3 separate regions of the Mus musculus genome follow, and all the other regions are linked to region 3. Evidence: chromatin contacts called from public promoter capture Hi-C data. All regions are on one chromosome and are shown on one strand. The core of a region is the stretch at or near the end of the contact, and the rest is flanking DNA. Distances in the headings are between cores, read along the strand shown.

The links. Promoter capture Hi-C pulls out the DNA fragments that hold promoters and counts their contacts.
Region 1: a promoter capture Hi-C map of liver shows a contact between it and region 3, with 5 times the contacts expected there. The contact joins the promoter of Lix1l here to the promoter of Anp32e in region 3.
Region 2: a promoter capture Hi-C map of the SN4741 cell line shows a contact between it and region 3, with 3 times the contacts expected there. The contact joins the promoter of Mllt11 here to the promoter of Anp32e in region 3. A contact is called at or near these places in 1 of 39 promoter capture datasets (the SN4741 cell line), 3 of 115 datasets of contacts at active chromatin or transcription factors (effector CD8 T cells, microglia and pancreatic cancer cells) and 3 of 9 other capture datasets (adipose tissue, liver and macrophages).

The regions. Positions count from the first base shown.
Region 1 is chr3:96,599,750-96,602,566 of GRCm38.p6, reverse strand. It overlaps Lix1l (Lix1-like), which reads right to left and starts at 1,434. Exons shown (of 6, transcript NM_001163170.1): 1 at 1,094-1,434. The coding sequence starts at 1,385. Gm52628 (a long non-coding RNA gene) reads left to right here and starts at 1,468. Exons shown (of 2, transcript XR_003954672.1): 1 at 1,468-2,256; 2 at 2,350-2,817. Ankrd34a (ankyrin repeat domain 34A) reads right to left here. Exons shown (of 2, transcript NM_001024851.3): 2 at 2,789-2,817.
Region 2 is chr3:95,226,968-95,230,034 of GRCm38.p6, reverse strand. It overlaps Mllt11 (myeloid/lymphoid or mixed-lineage leukemia; translocated to, 11), which reads left to right and starts at 1,358. Exons shown (of 2, transcript NM_019914.4): 1 at 1,358-1,951. Cdc42se1 (CDC42 small effector 1) reads right to left here and starts at 1,611. Exons shown (of 5, transcript NM_172395.3): 1 at 1,170-1,611.
Region 3 is chr3:95,927,950-95,930,717 of GRCm38.p6, reverse strand. Anp32e (acidic (leucine-rich) nuclear phosphoprotein 32 family, member E) reads right to left here and starts at 1,461. Exons shown (of 7, transcript NM_023210.4): 1 at 1,068-1,461. The coding sequence starts at 1,121. It overlaps Gm46815 (a long non-coding RNA gene), which reads left to right and starts at 1,693. Exons shown (of 3, transcript XR_001783926.1): 1 at 1,693-1,978.

The DNA of each region.
Region 1 (2,817 bases), core at 185-2,684, 670 kb before region 3:
GAAAGAGGGTGGGGTGAGCTGTGCAACTTTTCTCCTAGAAAACAGCAAGGAGGCAGTCACTTTTAGACCCAGGAGGACCTGATCAAGGAAACAGAAGGGATGTGTTGGAAATTCCAGACTTAAAGTCTGAGTCATACACCCTTCACTGTGTGTTCCTTGTCGTTTAAACTATGAATTTGGAACCAGGATTCTGACAGGAAATTGGTTAACGTTGCCTAAACAAAAACAACAAAGAAAATTCTCACATCCCTCTTCCCAGAAATTAGGCATCTTTAAGCCGGCAATTTCTAAGCAAAATAAGGTTGTTGCCTGGCTTGTTTCCACAGAATTTAGCATTGAGTGAGCCAGGGCCTGAGATTTATCCTCAGTTCCTGGGCAAGGGCCAGGAATACAGCGCCAGACAGACAGAGGCCCGAGTTGTGAGGCTCCAAACTAAGACACTAAAGCGAGGCACCAAGTCACAGGAAGCTGGCACGGCCTCAATGGTGTGGGTTCAGATTCAAAGGAACAATTATTGTGAGTGACTTTTGAAAGCACTACCTAATAATTCTCCAGCAGATCTGAAGTCATGGTGGAAATTTCATGGTGGGAGGTGGGGTGGGTAAGTTAAGTATGTGAAGAACTAAAAAGTCGAGATTCAGAAGATGAAGTACAAGGGCTCAGGAGATGGGAGTACAGGAATTGCTGAGATCAGAGAGAGAAGACAGAGAAGGGTAAGGATGAGAAATGCCCTGGGTCTGAGATAAAGGAGAGGATCCCACACAATAGGGGCGGGTTCTTAAAGGGAGAAGGACATTAAAATCTTAAGCCTGCTGACAGAGAAAAAGTTGGGAAGAAAAGAGAATTGCATCTGAAAACAGGAGTCCCTGAAGAATGCATTAATAACTCGTGTGTGTGTGTGTGTGTGTGTGTGTGTGTGTGTGTGTACACGCGCGCGTGCGCGCTTGTGTGTGTGTCCAGAAGGAAACTCCCCAAAAGGAAATGCATGCGAAGGCTGGACGCCAAGCGGAGCCACTGTGAGGACAGTGGGAGCTGTGGGAGCCAGGCTCTTGACTAGAGGGTGTCCCGCAGGAGGCCAGTTCCCGACACTTACCTCGACCGTAGCCCTGCGTGTGCTTGGCGAAGCTCCTCACCACCGCCTCCACAGCCTCGCGCAGCACCGCAGGGCTACCCGCGGCGCCGGGGGGCAGGGGCAGCCCGGGGGCCCCAGCCAGAAGCAGCGGAGGCGGGGGCGGGGCGGGGGGCGGCGGGGCGGGCGGCGGGCCCACGGGGGGTGTGGCGGCGCTAGTCGGGGCCCCGGTCACCCCTGGCCGCAGCGCTCGCAAAGTGCCTCTCCCACCGACGCCTACACCGGGCTGCAGCCGCTGTGCTCGCATCGTCTCCATCCCGGTGGCCGGCGGAGCTGGGCCCCGGAGCCTGCCAGCCTGGCGAGCTAACGGTCCCAGCTACCCCAGTGAGCAAGAGCCAGGGGATTGAGGGCGGTGCCGGGATCCAGCTGTCAGTCAAGAGCGGGCGGGACGAACCAGATGCCATGCCAATCACTGGTGGAGAGGGAGGAAAGGGGTGGGCTCCTGAGCCACCTTAGGCAAATGATTGAGGAAGGCGGAGGCACGGGAACCAATTGAATAAAGAAAAGGCTAAATCGTCTAAGAGAGAGAGCTTCGGAGCATCTTTGGGAATCCTGTGGTAAGCGATAGAAATCCGGCCAGACCCCTGGGGCGGGGCTTGAAGGGAAAATAGGCCTGGATGCAAGGCTGGATAGAACTGTAGCTGGAGAGGTTTCTTAAGGACCATTTGTCTGATCACTTTACTTTCTAGATGTAGATGCGGTTCAGAGAAGTGATGTGACTCATCTTTAAGTTCATACACAATTGGTGGTGGAGTGAAAACTGAGTATAGTGCTGACTTTAGTGAGAATATGCTATGTCATATACTTGAGTGCACTGCCTTATTTAATAGCTGCCAAGTACAAACCAGGTTTTATTTTACAAACAAGAAAAGTGATGCTCAGGAAGATTAGATACATGAAATGGCTGGATGGCAAGGGAGATTCAGACATTAAGTGTTTTAATCCAAATATTTTCCTTTTTTCACTATTTACATTCAGGAATGGTTTTCTGACTTCAGCTACTCACTAAGGGAGTCAGAGAACGTAGAATGTGTTTATCACTGTACAGAAAGAGTGAGCTAGAATACACTCAGAAACCTATCAAACAGAGAAATTCAGGACATAGATGGAAAGGGTGCTTGATCCAGGTAAGTCTGGGTTCCAACAGTTGTTCCCAGCAGACATCCATGCACACAAGCTGCGACACCCTTTTGTTGACTGACCATTCCTTTTCCCCTTAGGTGAAGTTACTAGCCCCACCCCCTCTCCTAGGGTTGGCTAAGAGACCTGGGACTATGGAGGTTAGAAGAAAATGAATAAAGGCACACCTGGTGAAATGAAATTAAACCCTGTATTTAAAACAACAACAAAACCTGTGTGGTCAAGATGTAGGAAGTAGCATCTGCTTATGGAGAAGAGGGGCAGTAAGAATCTTAAATCATTAAAAGTCAGGCATGGGGAGGCTGGGGGGAGGCCCACCAAATGCCTTAAAACCTCAGAACACAGGGCCCATTTGCCTTTTCTTCTACAACCACTACTGGTCAGTTGGTCTCCTGGAAAGAAAGTAGCTGCAGCCTCTAGATTGGCTCCCTGAGTAGTTGTGACTGTAAGTCTCACCCTCCCATGCCCTCTCTCTTCACCCCCCCCCCCAACCCACACTTTCAGGCAGCAGTGACAAAACAGACTTCTGAACACATTTATTTGACAAG
Region 2 (3,067 bases), core at 109-2,608, 700 kb after region 3:
AAACTTGGAGGCCCGTGTCAGAGTGTGAAGACCAGCCAGGGTCACTGTGGTAGTGCGGGAGTTGGGGGTGGGGTGGGGTGGGGTGGGGGGGGGGGGAGGAGGAACAAAGCCAGAAAAGGAAGTACTAAGCTTTGGCTGTCACTCCTCTTCAAAGCAGCCAACGAATGGGCTGGGAACAAATAAAGCCTGAGCTGGCTAGCTGGGGAGGGTGGGATGCTGAATCCATGGCCCACTACTTCATCCCCACAGTAAAAAGGAAGCCAGGAGGGATCAGGGACAAAAGCGCAGAAAGCCACATCCTTGACAGGAGGGCCCCTCTCACTTCCACCAGAAACCCAGAACTTGAAATGACAAACCCTAAACCACCGTCATCGTCCCGGTGGGCCTTACACACTTCAGAGCTGTAGAGGGGCGAGCAGGAGAGAGGTGGGGAGGAAGGATGTACACAGGTAGTTCCCCGAGCCTGTGGTAGCCCCAAACCGGTTCTCCCGGTCCCGCTGCCTCCGGCCCCAAGGCCTCCCTCTCCAACCCGCTGTCTGACAAGCCTTCACAAGAAGCAAGAAGCAGCTGGAGAGAAAGAGACTTGAGAATCGTGTGGGCAAATTCTGGCTATAAGCCCGGGGATGCAGCTGGTCCCTGTGTGGAGACCCTCCAAACATAGCGGGCTGCTGAGGGACTCCCAAGAGAGGAATGGGCCCCATTTTCAAACAAGTTACAGATATTTGTCCGAGCACCAACCCTGCCCTAACCCCAGGGAAGGGCTGGGGATACTTAAAAGTTAACAGAAGGAGATCCTAATTTCTTCCCCTCCCCCAATATTCTCCGTCAGACTCCAGCTCCGTCCCCCACCCACTGCGACCCAGGATGGGAACTTCGATGAATTGTACTGGCTCTGTCAATGTTCTCCGTGGCTGCTTCACTCTGGCTTAGACCTTCCGGGGCCCAGCACCACTTCGGATTCTCTAGCACAGCAGATCTCTCAGGTTAGAGGGCCGGCGAGGAGCCCCTGTCGCTTCGCACCTTCCACCCGGCCCCACGCTGCAGTCGCCGCTTCCCTGCCTCTCCGTGGCTTGCGCCGCCCGCGCGTGTACTGTGATCGCGACCTCCCCGCTGCCCTGCCCTCCCCTCCCCGCCGCCCGCGCGCAGCCCGGCTCGCCCGGCGCTCTTACCTGCGGCTCCCCGGCGTCCCCACTGCGGGCGGGGGCTCCGCCACTCCGGGTCCCCTGGCTGCTTCTCGGCACGGCGGGGAGTTGAGGGCGGGCCGGCAGAGGTGGGGCTGGCGGAGGGCGGAAACGCCGGCGACGCGATTACGAAACCCAGGGGCTGAGAGCGGAGCGCAGCGCTCCGCCCAGCTTCGGGGCGCACGGCGTGGCCCGCGGGGACAGCGGCAAGCACCGCGCTCGGGGACAACCGCGGCACCCCAACTGTCTGTGCTAGTCTGTCCACCTGCTGCAGGCGCTGAGAGGACGATGCGCTGGGGCCCTTTCTGAGTCTCCCAAAGTCCCCTTTAGTCCTTACAGTGGGAAAGGAGGGCCATTCTGTTGTTTAACCGGAAGACTTTTTAACCCATACATCTAAGTTAGAGGACAATTAACTGCTCAGCCATGCGCTCCAGTCAGCACGAGGGTACTTGGAGAGGTGGGGGTGCGGTGCGAGCCGACGGAGAGGCTCTACGGTGGATAGCGTGTTCCGGAACCTATCCCTCGAATTAGCCGAGTCAGGCAGAGAGGGGGCGGGGAGTGCTTCCGCCCTTGCTAGGAGGGGCTGCATTGCAGGGGAGACCCAGCGGCAGATTCTGTCACAGACGAGGGAGAAGGCGTGAGGAGACAAAGCCGTCACATCCGCGACAGCTTCCTTCAGCAGCCTCCTCCTCTCCAGTCCAGAGCCGACCCCCGAGCCCCTGAGGCATCCCTTCCGTCTTCGGAACACCCTAGTCATTCATTGCTAACAGGTAACCAAGACGAGGGACCGCTTCTTAAGCTTGAAAGACCCCGTGTGAGACCGAGGTGGGGGGCAGTTTAAGAGGAGAGAAGGGGGCGCTATGAACAATGGGTTACTATTCGTTACCAGATTTTTTATCTGTTAAGATCTCCATCCATGCCTTACCATGGACCTAGGCATTCATTTCTAGCACTTTACCTGTAATCATCTCTCGGCATTTAGCTCTTCATTTCATGTATTCATTTTCCTATAATTTTTGCCCTGTGCATCTAATGGCTTCTGTCTAGTGTCTAGTTATCTATATCTTCCTTTTCAAGCTATAATTTCTGCTACCAGTTATTTGGTGAATCTTTATTCCTACTGTAATTATTGTAGCCTCTACTCCCTTGTATTTCTATCCCCCTCGATTTTCTGTCTCTTGTAGGGAGGTTTGGGGAGTAGGGTACTTTTTTTTTTTTTTAAACATGAGATGCTATTGAGAGTGATTGGAACCTTTAACAATCTCCTCCCTATCTCAGATTTTTGCTCCAAAGAGGCTTTAGGTGGGACAGGTGGGAGCCATTGTGGGATTGCCCGATGGCATGCTGCAATCAGTGTAGCTCACAGGAACTACTTATGACAGCAGATTTGTCTTTGCAGCTCCTCCTAGAAAAAGGGGAGGATTGTGGCTAATAGGAAAATCCTAGAGCAACATGAGAAATACCAGGAAGCCTCCATTTTCATCCACCACCATCCCTCCTTAGACTGCATGGTGGCAGCATGACACAGCAAGGCCCTGTGGATTAGGCCTTGAATGCTCTTGGGGGGATCTGGACAAAGGGTATTTGGGTGTGTCCAGGTAGTTTAAAGAAAGTGTATCTTTTAAATGTGTGTATCTACTAATCATTTTATCTCTAAGAATAGACAATGAAAATTTAGAAGTTACTCTGCATAAAATAACTGGGTGGCATTTACTGAGCAAATATGTCAATTTTCACCATCCAGAGCCCTTAGGATAAGCAAAAATAGATAAAATGATGGGTGAAGAGCATTTAGGGAAAGAAAGGGGACGATAGCTGAAGAGCAGCCGGTCTTTTTTATTTTAATGCCACATATGCCTTTATGTCTGTTTTCTGGGACAAATTTG
Region 3 (2,768 bases), core at 212-2,711:
AACCAGCGTCCTACCTCGGCCTCCCTCCCAAGGGCTGGGAATTTCTTGATATGAGAAGTACAGATTTACAGATATACAGAATTACAGATATCACTCACCACGTCCTGCTGACAGCTTTCAACTTTTGAGTTTTTCTAGAATCTTCTAAGAAGCTCTAGAAAACTTCCATTGCTCCCAGAGATAACCCTCACAGCAACAATGTTTCCACCACCTCTCTCTCGCCTCCAGTCACCAAAACCCGCAAAGGAACCACGAAAATCAGCAGGGCTCAGGGACCGTTGGCTCTGCATGATAACTGTGGAGGCCCGGCAGATGCCCGCCTTTGAGCGGGCGTCAAGGGACCACGGCGGCGCGGACCCCTTGTCCCTCGATTTCACGCCGCGGCCGCGAATCAGCGAGCCTGGTCCCCGCCCGCCGCGGCCAATCTCCAGACCCGCGGACCTGGCGTAAACCGCTAGGGAATCCGACGGCGGGGAGTCGGGGCGACGCCTCCCGGGCCCCCTTCAAGACTCGGGACTCTTCCCTACGACCGCACTGAGCGCAGCGAGGCTCGCACAAGCCTCCAGCTTGCGTAAAAGTCCGCGCGCCACGCGGATCGCGGCCCGCGCCGTCGGGTCCCGGGATTCCGCTGCGGCCCCGGCCGCGGCGCGTGCTGCCCGCGAGCGGGCACGGTCGGAGGGAGCGTGGGGCACAGATCGGCGCGAGTCCCACACCCGGGGCCGCGGCCGGCCGAGTGGCGGCGCCGCGGGAAAGTTACACCAACTTCGCAGGTGGCGAGGACCCGGGGGTCGCGCCCACGCCGCCCGCGCCCGCGATGCCGGGCCACCAGTCTGCGAGGACGCCATGGGGCTGAGCCCCCGCGCGCTCACGAAAATGCCCCTAGAAACTTAAGCCCTTCGCCATTTTAAGCACAAGAGCCTGGTGATTTAAAACTTAAAATAAACACCCCGCCTCCACCCCAAGTGGGGGCGCGCTTCCCAGCCCGCCCTGCGCACCCACCCGGACCCCCGAAGCCCACCCCTCACGATCCAGGGCGGGAGGGGACTATGGGGGCTGAGTCATCTCACCTCCTCCGGGGCTCTGTTCTTCAACTCCATGTTAATCTTCTTCTTCATCTCCATGTCCTCCTCCTTTCCCCTCGCCTGCCCTCCCCACTATCCCCAACCCTAAAAAAACCTCTAAAGGTCTGGAGATGAATGAAAAGAGACGCAAAGACGAACGCCCACTACCACACGGGTGTGGGAGAGAAAGAAAAGAATAGCAAATGGAGTCCGACGACTTGGGACTAACTCGGCTGCCCCCACCTCCGAGTCCACACACCCGCGCGCGCACACTCGGGCACGCACACACTTTCACACAGAGAGAGTGAGGGAGAGAGACACGCGCGCGCCCGCAGTTCCTTCCCCTTCAATGGCTGCTGCGAGACTGAGCCTCCATGACACGGCACCGCCAACCCCCCCTAGCCTACACTCCACCCACCTCCCAACGGGATTGGTCGAGTCCTTAGCGTCACACGACTCCATTGGGCTAGAGGGTTGTCCATTTGTCTTTAGGGGGGACCTGGACCAGAAACTCAGTGTCTATTGGCTCTGACTAGGCGCGCAGTTAATTCCGATAGGTTCGGGAGGATGTACGTCCCGGAGAAATGATTTTGAATCCCAGTCGCCCCCCTCCTTTTCTTTGTGTGATTGGCGCGCTTTCCCCTTGGTAGTAGGACGGTTTGGGTGTCTGTTGGGTTTGTTTTTGTTTGTTTGGGGTTTTTCTGGCTTCAGGGTTAAAAGGAAGGGAAAAGGCGTCGTTGGCATCCCCAAGTTGTAAGTGGGTCATGCAACACACTGCACCCAGAGCTTTCGGTGGTCTTAAAGCACAAGCCTTCTGCTCTGCGGCTAAAGTGTAAGCAGGGGCGCGAGCGCGAACAGCGTGTTGGTGACACCTCCCCGTCCCGAACTGCTTGTAGAACCAGAGCGTGATAAAGAAGGTATTTTAACTTCCAACATAAAGGGGGGAACGGCTCTGAAAGCAGAGTTGAGTTTAGCACGTTGAGTCAGAAGCCTTTAAATAAAACTGTCCAGGAGGAGTTGATACTGAGGTCATTTGTCACTGCTAAAAAGTTGGAATATTAGAGCCAGCCGCGGTGGCACACGCCTTTAATCCCAGCACTGGAAGGCAGAGTCAGGCAGATCTCTGAATTCGAGGCCAACCTGGTCTACAGAGCGAGTTCCAGGATTACACAGAAAGGGGGGTGGGGTGGGGAGAGACTGTTTCCAAAAGACAGAAAAACAAACAAACAAAATTGACACCTTAGAGGAAAAATAACACAGGCCTAAAGAAACACAATTATCAGAAACTGTCCAGCAAGGCCTCTCCTTTCCTACAGGAATCTACTTAAAATGTTCTTTTAAGTGTGAGGGGATGGAGAGGCAATGACCTCTAGCAGAGGTTCCACCCTGGTTCGATTTCTAGCACCCATATAGTGGCTCATAATCACCCATAACTACAATGCCAGGAAATTCAGAGGCATCCTCCGGACTCCACAGGCCACAGGCACAGATGCATTGTGTGTGCGTACGTGCAGGCAAAACACACGGATATGCAAAAACAAAATAAGTAAATTAAAAACAAAACCAAAACTTTTTTTTTCTGTTTAATGTTCCTGAAAGATCCAACATTCCTTTAATCATAGCCCTCAGAAGGGAGAGAGGGGCAGATCCACAGTCATCTACTAAGTAAATCCAAGGCCAGCCTCTGTCACAAAATAACAATAACAA